Linked DNA regions of Drosophila melanogaster: region 2 is linked to region 1. Evidence: chromatin contacts called from public HiChIP or PLAC-seq data. All regions are on one chromosome and are shown on one strand. The core of a region is the stretch at or near the end of the contact, and the rest is flanking DNA. Distances in the headings are between cores, read along the strand shown.

The links. HiChIP or PLAC-seq counts read pairs in DNA pulled down with a chosen protein or histone mark.
Region 2: a POLR2A S2P HiChIP or PLAC-seq map of the Kc167 cell line shows a contact between it and region 1, with 4 times the contacts expected there. The contact joins the promoter of CkIIbeta here to the promoter of Tango10 in region 1. A contact is called at or near these places in 28 of 107 Hi-C or Micro-C datasets (the Kc167 cell line, the OSC cell line, the PNm cell line and 13 more) and 5 of 6 datasets of contacts at active chromatin or transcription factors (the Kc167 cell line and the S2 cell line).

The regions. Positions count from the first base shown.
Region 1 is chrX:11,715,589-11,723,063 of dm6, reverse strand. Tango10 (Transport and Golgi organization 10) reads right to left here and starts at 2,819. Exons shown (of 4, transcript NM_167302.3): 1 at 2,037-2,819; 2 at 881-1,865; 3 at 656-813; 4 at 1-530. The coding sequence starts at 2,402. The coding sequence ends at 276. It overlaps prtp (pretaporter), which reads right to left and starts at 6,308. Exons shown (of 4, transcript NM_001201655.2): 1 at 6,250-6,308; 2 at 5,800-6,014; 3 at 4,294-4,696; 4 at 3,170-4,232. The coding sequence starts at 5,990. The coding sequence ends at 3,576. It overlaps lncRNA:CR45618 (long non-coding RNA:CR45618), which reads left to right and starts at 6,344. Exons shown (of 1, transcript NR_123873.1): 1 at 6,344-7,001.
Region 2 is chrX:11,791,079-11,797,705 of dm6, reverse strand. CkIIbeta (Casein kinase II beta subunit) reads right to left here and starts at 5,173. Exons shown (of 7, transcript NM_206692.3): 1 at 5,020-5,173; 2 at 4,188-4,263; 3 at 3,806-3,908; 4 at 3,541-3,732; 5 at 2,698-2,887; 6 at 2,520-2,601. The coding sequence starts at 4,259. Karl (karl,) reads right to left here. Exons shown (of 5, transcript NM_001298208.1): 4 at 6,522-6,627; 5 at 5,453-6,348. The coding sequence ends at 5,975. It also overlaps asRNA:CR44962.

The DNA.
Region 1 (7,475 bases), core at 1,570-4,069:
TAGTGTAATATAAAACAATAAACTAATAACAAATCATATTGCAATCGAGTTGTGATCGATTGGGGGCCGGTGTAGACCGCCAGTTAAGATCGCAAAGGTTGAGCCCATGGGATTCGCAGTCGCATTGGATTTTTACATACATACACATGTTAAATGGTAGTTTGAAATACAGTGGTGGCTGTGGATGCATGAGGTGCCTGTGGATGCGCCGGGAAGTACGGAGTGCTATAGTTGAGATGCCCACAGGACCGCTTCATAATTTGTGTTTTTTTTTTTTAGAACTGAAACGGCGGCGTATCTCGGCAGGTGTGGGAGCCCATCGGCGTGATGACCACGTGCAGGGTAAGCGTGTTGCGAGCGGTGCCCGTCAGATGGGGACTCAAGTACAGTGATGTGTGCTCCAGCTCCTCGTACGGCAGCAGGTTGTCCAGGTTGACGACGCGCGACGTATCGGAGAAGTACTCCGTACGCTCTACAACTGTGCGGATGTGCATAATCTGGTTTTGCATGCCAACGATCAGCACGGCGATCTGAAAATAGGAATAACCCATGAAAGAATATACAACTACAAATACAAAATACTACAAATACACTGGGAAACTAGCGCCAATACTCGTTGATTCCCAACAGAATATTACGGTTGCCGCTTAATCACCTTAAATCGCTCCTCTCCGATGTTTTGATGCTTGCAGGTAACCCGTAGACGCACTGTGTTCAAAGAGCAGCCTGGTACGTCCTCGCCCCATACCATTTTGGCCTTGTTATACCTAACGCCTCGCGGGAAAAACTCGATTTCCCATGTCATGCAGGGATCTGGCGATTAAGTAATCGTTAACTTATTCTGTATATCAATCGAAGTCAGCTATCGGCCACTACTTACCGTCCTCCTCAGTCTCGGCAATGTGTCGCTGCGAAAAGAAGCAGGTCACATAGTTCTTATAATCCTCGATCGCGGTAAAGTTGTGCACATCGATGTCGACGCTCCAGGTGTCGTTCCAATATAGCCGCGGCGTAAACTGCAGCTTACCCGATTCGGTGGCTCGCACCTCTCGCACCCGATCCTCATGGCCCGATTGATAGCTCATGCCGATGGCAATGCGCTCGACGAGGAACTCTTTGTGATACTCGACCAGCGGATCCATTAGCAGGTGTGAGAGCTGGCGCGGCGTCATCATGCCGAAGCGTATGTGGGACACAGTCTGTTCGATCAGTTCCATGAAACCGCCACTGCCAGTGGCCTCCATCTGTTCGCGACGATGCAGCAGCCACGTCTGCAGGATGTCAAACAATTTGTACTCGCTGGTGACAACCAGATCGTTCTGCTGCAACAGCAGTATCAGTATGGCCGGGTCCATTTCAACAAAGTCCCGCGACTCGGCAACCATCTCGAGGTTCCATTTGAGAAACCGCTTGAGTGTTTCGGTGAGATCGTTGTGGGTGGGCGTGAAGGAGAGCGTATATTGCAGCCAGGACACAAGATAACCGCTGGTGGCCGCCTTGGCCACGTGCTTGTTCATGTAGTCCACGCAGAGATCGATCAGGTCGCGTATATTGTACTTGTCGCTCAGCGCCAGCATTGGCATCACCGTCTGCAGCGTGACCTCGATTTGGCCAACGTATAGGTACTTGATGAACTGCGGAAACACCGCCGAACAGCAGGCTTCCTCGTGCAATTCGATCACGTGCTTGCTGCACTCGTTCCACTCCGGATTCATTAGCATCACCTGAAAGACGTCGCTGCTGGCACAGAGGATGACGCGGTGGGCGGGAAACTCCTTGCCGTCCACCAGTAGCACTATGTCCGACATCAGCTGTTCGGCGTACAGGTTGGCGATCTTATTGAGCACACTATTCGCATCGATCATCTAGATGGGTAAGATTTGATCAGGATTAGGGCACATTCTCCCAGGATCAACTTGACTTAATACTATGGTCTGAGCTAGTCCCCACTCATAGTGGACAAAATCAATAAATGTTGATAACACACTTGGCTGGTAATCTGGCAAATAAGATCACATTTTTGGCGTTGTACCCACCGTGCTGGCTTCATCCTGGCCTTCTTCCGTTTCGCGACACTTGCGCCGCTTGGCGTCCAGATCCTCGCTAGAATTAAGTCCTTTCGCTGGGCTCTCGCTGGTTCCATTGGCATTAGCTTGGTTATTAATGGCTGCATCACCACCTGCTGCTCCTCCAGCTGCCTCGCCAGCCAGGTCCGCAGCAGCTGCTCCGCCCCCGGGACCCCCGCCCGGACCTGCACCAGCACCTCCACCGCCAGCCCCGCATCCGCCGCCACCGCCAGCACCACCAGCACCATCAGCGCCACCAGCCGCTCCGTGCGCACCACCAACACCGCACACTCCACCGGAGACTGGCGCTGCTCCGCCGTTACCGTTGTCGTTCATCGGGAAACGGGGATATTAGGTATAGACTGGCACCCGGCTAGGGATTTGTTCTGCGCTGACAACGTGCACAAGGACAACCTACGGGACGGCTTCGTAAGGACGAGCCAAAGACACGGCAAAAAGTCTCACTTCAAATGCAAAAACAACGACAGACAGATGCAGACACGATACGATTTATATCGCAGCAGCAGTGTGCCAGGCATGGATTGCAAACAGCAGGGCAGACCGATGGCACTTCATATGCGATATATGGATGGATTCGTCGCATCCGTAATAATTGTATTCTTGTGGATCCGACAAATGCAATTTCATTTTCAGTTGTATTTTCCCGGGTTCCGCAATTTTAGATAAAAATAACACAACATTTAATTAAGTGCCATATAAATACATTTATCCATTACGTAGATCTGGCAGCCCAAATTAAAATACTTGAAACTTCCCGTTTTCGATGACTCGACTAGATCTGTAATCGATAAATTGTTATCGACAACAGCGCGCGCTGCTAAAATTTCAAATCAAAAAAACCTGTCTGCTCCACTATTAAGTGGCATCAAAATCTAAATGGATTTTAAAGTGTGTTAAACAAATATTTAAAGAACGCCAATAAGTCAGCTTAAAAATTTGCATACTCCTATTTATTCGAAAAACCCACAAACATCTGTTTTTTAGCTCTTCTCAGAACATTATATAGTGGTTTTTCCCAAACAATTATTCAAATAAACCATATTGTACAGATAATAATAAAATACTTTAAACAGCAGCCTATTGTTTTCCAATTGATATTTATTAGCTTTGTGTTGACAAATTTTCCTAAAACGTAGGCTACTCAAAATGACTTTAAAATTGAAATGTAAGTTCGCTAAATGGCTTATCATCGCGCACACAGTCCCGTGCCCCATTTACGTAAACACTAAACAAATAAGTATAAAAAAAATTCTACAAAAACAGCTAAGGAAGAGGGACAAAAACGAAAAAAAAGTAAAAGGAACTCAGATTGAATTTATCAATTTCAGCTAGCGCGTTGTCGTTTGGGTGTTGTTGGATATATTGATTAAATGCGGACTCCTCACAGAGGTTTATGCTGGAGAAAGAAAAATTACGATTACAATTAATTTGGCGGGCGATTATTTGATCATTCGACTACTGCTGATTCCCTGTGAACCGGCAGATGCTTTAGAGCTCGTCGTGGCCGAGGAACTTCTTCAGATAGGCCTGCAGCTCCGGCAGTGAGCGGCTGCCTTCGTACTCGTTCTGGCGCTGACCATTCTTGTAAAGGAAGAGAGTTGGATAGCCCTCCACCTGCTGGTCGATGCACACTTGCTTGTTCTCCGGCGCCGTGCAGTCAACCTTGGCAATTTTCACGGAACTCTGAGCCTGGTGCGTTTCCGTGGCCAGCTGCTCCCAGGTGGGTTGCAGCTTCTGGCAGTGTCCACACCACGGAGCATAGAACTTAATGAAGGCAACGCCCTCGGCAATGGCTTGGTCGAACTCGTCCTCGCCAGTCAGCTGTTGTGGAGTCAGCTTCTTGGCTGCGTCCTCCTCGCCGGCAACCTCCTCGATAACCACCTTCTCATCGCCGGCCTCGCCAGCGGTCTTCTCCAGTGGCACGCCCACCATTTTCTCCACGTACGTTTTCAGCGTGGACAGATCGCGAGCACCCGAGTACTTTTCAATCTTTTTGCCATCCTCGATCCAGAGAAGAGTGGGATACCCCTTGACCTCAAAGTCCTGGCAGATGGAACGGAACTGGGTGCAGTCGATCTTCGAGATAGTTACGGTAGGCTCTTTAATCAGCTCCTTGGCCAGGTCCTCCCACGTGGGTGCCAAACGCTGTACGAAAAGGATGCCACAGTTAGGCATTTTAGGCGAGAAGGCATTGTATTCGGCTTACCTGACAATGACTGCACCAGGGTGCAAAGAATTTGACAAAGTGATTGCCGGTGGACACGTGCTTGGCAAAGGTGTCTTCGGTAAGGTCAACCACCTTGCCAATATTAAGGTTCTCGACCTGCTCGCGCTTGACCTCGCCCAGATCCGCCTCAGCGGGTGCGCTCAGTTCCTTATTGATGAAATCGGTAATGGCGGGCAAGTCGCGAGTGCCCTTAAACTTGACCGATTCCTCTTCGCCCAGCTTAAAGAGGCGCAGTGTGGGATAGCCGGTAACCTGGTGCGTGGCGCAGAGTCCCTGGTGCTTGGTGCAGTCCACCTTGGCGATGATCACCTTGGGGTTATCCACATTCATGATCTCGGCCAGCTGTTCCCACAGCGGCTGAATACGCTTGCAATGGCCGCACCTACGATTAAAAGATGCCATATGAAATGGATACGAATTCTGTATGACGCACATCTAACAAACCATATTCAACACCTAATCTATTGCGATTAAATTGATTTTGAAATAGGAATCGATAAATCGGTCAAACTCACATTGTTTTCCCCGTCCAAATACAAAGGAACACAAAACAATGAACAGCGATAAGACTTGGCGCTTTGTCCCGAACAAAGAGTTTATCATCTGGTTGCTAGAGCCGCCGAATCGCATTTCGAGCTTCCTTAAACTCCCTCCTCTAATCGCAGGGCACTTTCTAGCATCATAATTGAACCTAATCAAATTAGCTCATAGGCATTGCGATGGCTTCTTGATAAGACGTGAGAGCCGGGCGCTATGAAAACTATAATAGTTGCCGAAATCTGGAGTATTTAGTTTGTCAATCAAGGGGGACACCAAAGCCCCTTTGATCGTCTTATCGGCGAACGTGCGATTTGCTCGACAGACATGACGAATCTTCAATTCTCCGGATCTTTAGTTTTTGACCAAATTGCCGGGGTCGCGAATTTATGTCACTCACGATCGTCAGGTAAATTTCTAACACGCCGAAATATACAAATTTTAACAAAATGTATGTTCTGGTTTTCAGATTCCAATTCTTTAGGATTTATGAGGGTACATATTTCGCTATTTTTGCAATAATATGAATTTCTCTATTGGAAATAATTGTTTTTTTAGGATTAGCAGTTCATATTATTAATACTACAAATAAAGTTGGCAATTGTAAAATTGCTAAATAAATACTTATTCACGCTTTTTAAGACCATTTAGACCATTTTTGGTGAGCTAAATTTCATTTATGTAAATACTTGTTGATTTTTAACAGGCATAGGCTAATCTGTTTCATTACAAGAAAATTGCCAGAAATTGAATGAAAGTGAAAACCAAAACACCCACTGATAATTATGTGTGCGTGGCTTGGTCACATAAAATAGACGACCTATGTGGACCGCCGCGATTCGCCGGCAAAAGTTGGCCAATTTGGGACGGCGATTTTTTATTTCGTTCAGGTTGTAAGCGCAGGGCGGAATGGAGGGGTTGAGGAACCCAAATCGAATTGCAACTCACCATGGAGCAAAGAACTTGACGAAGACATTGCCGCCGGCAATCGCAGTGTCGAAGGTTTCTGGGTCCAGTTCCACGGTGAACTGCTTGTCCTGTTTGCCGGTGTCCTCCTCCTGGGACGCACGGGTGATGGGCAGGAGGGGCGACAGGAGGAGGCCACACACGGCAACGGATAAAATGGACCTGGTCAACATGATGCACGGAACGCTTGGAGAGATCTGAAAGTGTTGGGGGACCACGTCCGGATACAAAATAAAATTTCGATGAATAGGACTAGAGATGCCAAAAAGGGCAATCGATAGACAGGCAAGGCCAGCTGATCATCGATTTAAAAAAATATACACATGTTGTTAAGGGGAACTATATATTAATAAATAACAATGAAATGGAATTATGTTCGTTTTTTTTTAAGAATTTAATTTTTAGTCACAAAAAATATATAAGTACAAGTACATCATCCTCTTCAAGTTTAAAACAGTCTGGCACCGGTAAAAGGTTAATCTGGCAACTTTGAACAACCACTTGTGTGTATTGGTGCGTGAACAGCGAGAATGGCAAAATACAAAAACGAGCGAGTCGCACACACAGAGACGTAGTTGATTTGGAAAGGGGCCTGTGCGAAAAAGTTGCTTGTATACCGAATGATTAATACATACAGCTGTGTCATGGCAAAGAGAGAATACAAATTCAACCACTACGAATTCGAATGTCGCTCTCCAGTGGGGATTTTAGAAAATGAATCATTATAAGTTTTAAAAAATACTCGAATTTATAATTCGAAAAACGGGTTTTGCAACAGGGAAAGCGGGAAAATGTCGCAAAACAGATGGGCATCCGCATCGAGTATCGATGCGATATATCGCACGCATATCGCCGCGAGAAAAGGAAGCTATCTGGGTCTAGCCGACGTTTTGATGCTCTATAGTGGAATATTTTCTAATAAATTAAATTTCGCTTGATCGATTTTGCAGCAATTGATAAAAGCTTATTTCAGTAGATCATCAAATTGGAAAGCCAATCGCACTGAAGTACATATGAAACCATATAATTGATCATATTGATAATGTATTAGATAGGATTGCCGCTATCTGAAAAAGTGATAATGCTCTATACAAGGGTATAATGAACGAATGGCAGGCACATGGAAGCCACAAACAGAAACAGCAAAATTGCAGCTGCTATGTATGTTGCTCGACGAATAGGGTAAAAACGGCAACAGCGAATGATGGCGGCAAAGGCAAACGAGCGATAGGTGAACTGAGGGGCGTACCTGCGGGGGGATCGAACTTGAGTCGACTGTTAAGTAGGGTTCTGTTTTTTAAATATCAAGTTGCCGCTCGACCGCTCTCTCAGCTTAGACTTTGAGTAGCACACGTGTGTACTCGATTATGGAACCAGCAGCTGTTCTCGAATTAGTTAATGCTTGAACGCTGGAATAGTTTTGTAATATTTTAGATATTTATACATGTATAGCTACCATTTGATCACTACAGTGTCATCTGTAAATGCTCCAACCCTCAAACCGCTGAGTAATTAAGTACATTATTTAATATGTATGCATTTTTAATAAATGCGCAAGTAGACAAATTATATGCACTTAACTGCATGTAAGGGCAACTTTTTAACCAACCAACAACATATGCATGAATTTCTATCGCTCTTCGTGCTGAACCATAAAT
Region 2 (6,627 bases), core at 3,924-6,423, 72 kb before region 1:
CTAATTTTCTTAAAAAACGTTCTTCACTTCACGACTTATTGTTTGTGTGTTTTTTGTTTTGCGTTCTCCTAATTACGCAAATATTCATATTGATCTTAACAAAAAAAAAAAAAAAAAATCAAATTCAATTAATTCGTTTTGGCAGAAGAATTTCTATTCTCTACATTATTACAAATGGGTGAAAATGCTTTTGCGCACTACATACAATACGTTTAGAGTTAAGAATTAGAAAAAGAAAAGAACAACAAGGGGAGGGCGATTTGAATTCAGTAGAATTAGAAATGGAAAAGTTTCCAATTTTGGACCCTTAAAAAACTAAACTATACCGATTAATGCCGCTACAACTGGAACAAAGCCAAAGCTATATATGTATTATGTACGTTTCGTTATTTTCTTTTTTTTTTGTATTCTTTACTTTACTGAACGAACACAAACAATCCGCAACGAAATTTAATGCTGGCTTCACATATCAATTTATTTATCATTCGTTTTCTTATTGCGCTTTTGATTGATTGTTGAACACTGCTACAAGTTTGTTATTGCTTCTGGGAACGATAGGGCAACACTTGCCGTAACTATCGGTTGGATAACAGTGTGTGCACATCATGGAAAAGGGATCCTTCTGCCATTGTTTTGCTTTCCGCTTGTCCGTGCATGCTCATGAGTGTGTGTGTGGGTGTGTATGTGTACTTGTTTCATTGTGTGTGTGTCTGTTGGAATTTTGGGGCTTGATTCGTTCGGTTCGTTGCTCGTGTCCTGCTGCCAATCTTCATCCTCTTCTTCGATCCACATCCTTATGTTCCAAGTGGTTGCTTTTGCTTCCGTTCATTTGCATTCATTCTGTGTATGGGTGGGTGTTGGTATTAGGGGGGTCATGCGGTATCTATGTGTGTGAGCGCGTCGATGTGTGTGTGTAAATCAGTGGGTGAGTGAGTGGGTGTTCGGTTGGATGGGGATGACTGTACTGTATGTTTTTGTTGGTTTCATTAATTTTCGTCTACTTCTTTGGGAGTTGGGGTTCCGGTAACTTCTTTCCTTAAGTAGGGATCTTCTTGCCGGCCACTACTTTGGGAATCTTCGCGCGTTTGACTGGCGCTTCGGGCTATGGAATTTATACAGGGTTTTTATTTGCGTTGTCGTTTACATAAATGCTGATCGTTATTTGTGTTCTTTATTATTTGGAAGTACTATGTTGCTTATATCGTTGTTTTCTCTACTTTAAATTAGTTTCTTTTTACCTATCGCTCTACTTCTAACTCTCTCTCTCTCTCTCTCTCACACACTCTCTTTTTCTGTCTAATTCGAGTATCCTTTTTGTTTGTTTTATTTCCTTCTTTTTATCTTTTTTTGGTCAAGTGTTGCACTGCCTGTGTCTTAAAATGTTACACAAAACATACATACATACATAAAATGTGAGGAAACGAACATATAAAAACACATACATAATTGGTTAATTGACTGAAGAAAATAATATATATATATATAAGCGTGTGTGTGTAGGCGTTTGTGGGTGTGTGTGTATTTGAGAGTTATGCTTGTAGTCCTTGAACTTAAACTTCAATGCGAAGGATATTCTGCTCAGCGGTAACATTCAAATTTAACATAAATACATGTTTCTGAATGAAGTTTAGATTAATAAGAAGTTGCAGTGTTTTAAATAAAAATCAACATCGCATGAAGTTTCTCATGTTTTGAATGTTTATGGGCTCTAAATAAATATGCGTGTTGCTGTGTGTCCTTTTAACTATTTTGTTTTGTTATACAATTTCTTCTGTTTCTGTTTCTTTTCATTTTGAAATACAAACGCAGTTGGTTTTTGTTTTTTGTGTTGTTTTTTTAGTTTTTATATTTATATAAATGAAACTTTGCGCCCAGCGTTTAAAAACCTCAATACAATTGTCTCTCCGTCTCTCAGTGTGGCTGTTGTTGTTGTTGTTGTTGTGTGTTGCTGTCTATCGGTCTTCCCGTTGTAAACTATCATTTCAATTTATGTTTTTGTTTCGTTTACATGCAGTTAAATGGATTGTTTGTTGTTGTATTCGTGCGTATGTGTTTGTGTTGTAGTATTTGTTGTTGTTGGTGGTGTATTTATTTTATTAGTTTTTCTACACCCAATTTTAAGAATCGATCGATTGGAACGATCGATAATATATCGATATTTTGGTTTTATGTTTGGTTTTATTCAGACAGGCAGAGACATGATTGTATTCATAATCATATTCAGGTTCAGGTTGTCGATCGGATTTTATGGATGTTTGATTTGATTTGGTTTGGTTTTTTTTTGTGGTGGTGGTGGTGGTTGGTTTGGTGGTTTTGTATGTGTGGGGAGAGAAAACAAATAAAAAAGATATAATATATTTATATGCTTAGTAGTTGAATGATCCCTTGGTGGCGTTGTGTTTTTTTTAGTCAATATATAGAATTTTAGATTCCAAAATAAAATACAACAAAAAAAGATGAGAGAGTGGGGTAAATGGTGGAAAGGATACTAATAGCTAGTTATTAAGTTTTAAATTTACCGCTCGTAGTGGCATTTTAAAATTGGCTGCTGCCTGCAGCTGAATTTGATAAGCTAAGCTGTGTATTTTAAATCCATATAGCCTATGTATGTGATGATCAAGTTGACGTCGTATCGGGCACATAAAACAAAAGAGCATATTAACAATGTGCATATACAGTAATGGGTATAAATCTTACCTTGGAACAAACTGATTAGTAGGACGCTTGGGACGATATTCGGGATGCACCATGAAGAGCATGTGTGGAAATCCAGTGCCGAAATAGGCGCCATCGGTATGGTGGTGACGCGACGATTTTGGTGTGTACACGTCAATGCACTTGGGGCAATAGGTCTTAACCATTGCCTCGCCGGGGATGTCCGACAGACCTGAGGATAATAATCAAAGGATTAGACCACTGGCAGAGCAACTAGCAACTAGAAAAAGTCAGAATTCATCGGTGAAATCTGGTACAAACATATTTAACCTGATTTAACTCAACATGATATCCATCATGATCATTTATCATTAATAGCAGAAATGTTTACAAGGCTCGTCTAGCCACTTTGGCCTAGTTAATTTTCACAGAAATTGAGGGACCTTGTTTAGTGAAACCCTATCTTGCATTTGTGCATGCATTTGATTCAGCATTGCTTTATTTGATCGTTAACAACGTTTAGGGAAGTTTCGGTAAGAATTTATTGGAGATCGGGAAGCGTTGCGAAGGTTTTAACTAGGGCAAGCCAAGCCAGACAATTAAGGTAGAATTTCTATTAAGAATGCGTTGTTTTTTTCTTGGTGTAAGATTTCATGGGAAAGCCCCAATGATATGCTATTCAGGAAACTCAATTAGAAGTTGTGCCAATAATCGCGTTGATAGTTTCTGGCTATGTAATTACTAGGCAGAAAAGCACGAGGTTCCTCGTAGATATGTTGTTTTTTTTTTTTTTTTTTAGATTACAATCAATTACGCGCAGAAAGATTCGCAACTATGTTTGTTAGCTATAGGTAAGAGCGATTGATCAAGGATCTGGTTACGCACCCAATGGCAGCATGGGCTGACTTTCACAGTAGACACGTGGACAATGTCCGAAATCGCCAGTTTGATATTTCTCGATCATTTGAGCGATGCCGCGATTTGTTAGTATATATCTGGCGTGTATGAGGCCGTAGAGCATCTCGGCGGCCTGCTCGGTCATGTCGGACTGCAGTGGATTGTCCTCGAGCTCGTCCTCTGTGGATGGTAAGGCGCATTAGCTATATACATTACAATTTTGGATATGGGTAACAGCCCATTCTAAACTTACCCGGTTCCAAGTCCAAGATCATGTCCAACGCTTGCCGATAGTTGGGTACCTGCTCATTTAAACCAGTTAAATTGAATTTATCCTGTATGTAGTCCTCATCCACCTGGAATCAAAAGCGTATGCAATTAGGATCTGTACTGGAATATACTGTCATATATCCACTATATCGTGTGTTATCTGGACATGTGTGTACAGTTGGGCTCGGTATTGCCCCACCTTGCGGCACACACGCACACACACACACACACACGCGCGCGCAAAGGCAGAGATTGAGGGCTGCACTTTGCAATTGTTGCACTTATAGCGCGCGCTTAGATAACGCGATTACAGCGAAGAACGCGGGTAATTCGTCGTTGATGCTGATATGATGATGATATCTCACCTCGCAGAAGAACTCATTGCCACGAAGTCCACAGAACCAGGTGACCCAGGAGACTTCCTCGGAGCTGCTCATTTTGCTGCAAAGATAAGCGAATGGAGTTGCTAATTCATATTTTCATCGTTTTTTTTTTGCTGACAAATTATCCTGCACACGCATACCACACATGCACACCGCACTCTCACACACACAGGCAATCATGGCACACACACTGGGACAAACGCTCACGCACTATTACATACATTAAGGGGATTATTTTGCGTAATTTGGGCTGGCGTGCGAAATTTATTGTTAAAATATCTTGGAACGGAATCTTGGCACTTTCTTGTCTACCCCACCCCCCCTGCTTTCTTCACGTTTCCTTTTGGTTCCGCTTCTTGTTGCTCGCACAAACCACACTCTCTTTTTCCGCTTTTTTCTTCTTTCCTCCTCTTTTTTTTTGGTTGGATTGGCCTTTTGGGGTTTTTGTTTTCGGTTTTCCGTTTAATTCGCGTTGCTTGTACAATGTTACTAGTTTTCGGTGATCGCACCGTTGAAATTCGTGTGGTCGGGGGGCATAAAAATAAATTTTTATACTCGTATTGTGACAATTGACAAGCGCTCATACAAAATGTGCCGAGCAGCAAGAAGAAGCACACACTGTTGGAAATTGAGAAAAAAAGAGACACATATACAGGGGCCACCACACGCACACAAGCAAACACGCACACCGCGAAGCGCACATAGGGACGTGCACACACGCACGCCTTTACACCGATGAGCGCAATCCAACGCACACCAACTTGCTATTCTGTATTTTTCCCGCTGCGGCTATCTTCCAGTGGCCAGCACTCACCCAAATTGTTAATAATTACTCAAATTGATCGACTTTTGTACTGCAGCTGAACCGGTAAAGGCAAATATTGTAGCGAAGACGATGATATCAGGTATGCAATCTCGACTATCGATTACCGCTGTCCTGCGCTGTCCGCAGGCGATTGCCAATCGATGTGGCGCCGTGTCATCGCTAAGCGATGTATCGGCTAATCGGGATTGCGCGTTTCGCAACACTGGTTCGGAAAAGCAATTAACCAAACAAAACGCGGAATTATTTGTTAAATAAGCAAATCAAGCCAAATATTAAAATATTGTTTATTACCAGCATTTAGTTGGCTGTTTTGCCATTTGTCAAATAATTTACCGATTGCAGCTAGCAATATTTTCTTACAACTACTTTAAGGTATTATTTCGTTTAGTTGTATGGTAACACTATGTTGAAAGTTTGAAATGTTTGAAAGTGCTTATTTAAATTTGTATTATTGACAAAATAAATCGGGTTTTCGTATAATATTTTCTCTTAGTTGATTGATTAGACTAATAATACAAGAACGAGCGATAAACCCACTGCATGCATTTTAAGCGCAATCGCTCGAAAGATGTCAGAGTGAGAGCGAAGCGAGTTGCGAGCTTAAGCGAAAAAGCGAGAGCAAGGCCTTATCGCTTCAACTCGCTCAGGGCGTACGATTGTTTTGTTATATTCTGCGCTATATTACCGTTTATTTTCAAAACACACGTTATTTTGTTTTGTCTTGTTCCATTCTGTAAATAACCTTTTATATAAATTATTGAATTCGCCTTTTTCATTTCTATTTCAGTTAAGAGGGTGGACGACAGTTTTAACAGAAAGTTAATAGTTGCGCTTGATGCAAAAAATTCCTCGTCCGAATCCATCACGTTCACATTAATAACTAAAAGAGAGCAATGTAGCTCGTTTCTCGCTTAGCTCTTACTCTGCCATCGACTCGCTTTGCTCACAGCTTCTCGCTTTGCTCATAGCTTCTCGCTTCGCTACTAGCGCGCACTCTGCCGTCAGGCTTATTGATAATTTTGAAGATTTCCTTGGCTCTCTTGCGTCCATTCACAACATAGGCCAGTGGATCGTCGCGACTAGATTCCATTAGATTGTCGCACGATTCCTGCCCGATGTTAAACATAAAGGATGTGTCGATATCCTGCGGCAACTTGCCGCGCAGAAAGCTGATCTCGTTGTCGGCCAACGATGTTTTCCGCGACAAAAGCAGGGCGGACAGGTAACGTGGTTGCTTCTTCTTCTCGGCGCAGTGCATCACCAGGCCCCAGGTGTCGTAGTCCGTGTCCAGAACGTATGTGTTGTAGATGCCCTCATCTGCAAGGAGGTACATATAGAAACGAAAATACTGCTTAAAACATATATTAAACCCGGGCAGATCGAATTACTCTTTGGCATAGTAATTACCAAACTACTTCAAACGTATCACAACTACATTTTGAATAGATTTTCGTTTTGAATTTGATTGTAGAAACATTTCCATCACTCACATATGTCCTCCGTGTGCTGCCAATGTCCTGGCTCTTGGAATTTGGGTATCATCCAGGTGATGTTGCCCACGAGCTTCTCGCGCAGCGGATCCTCCGCAAATATGTA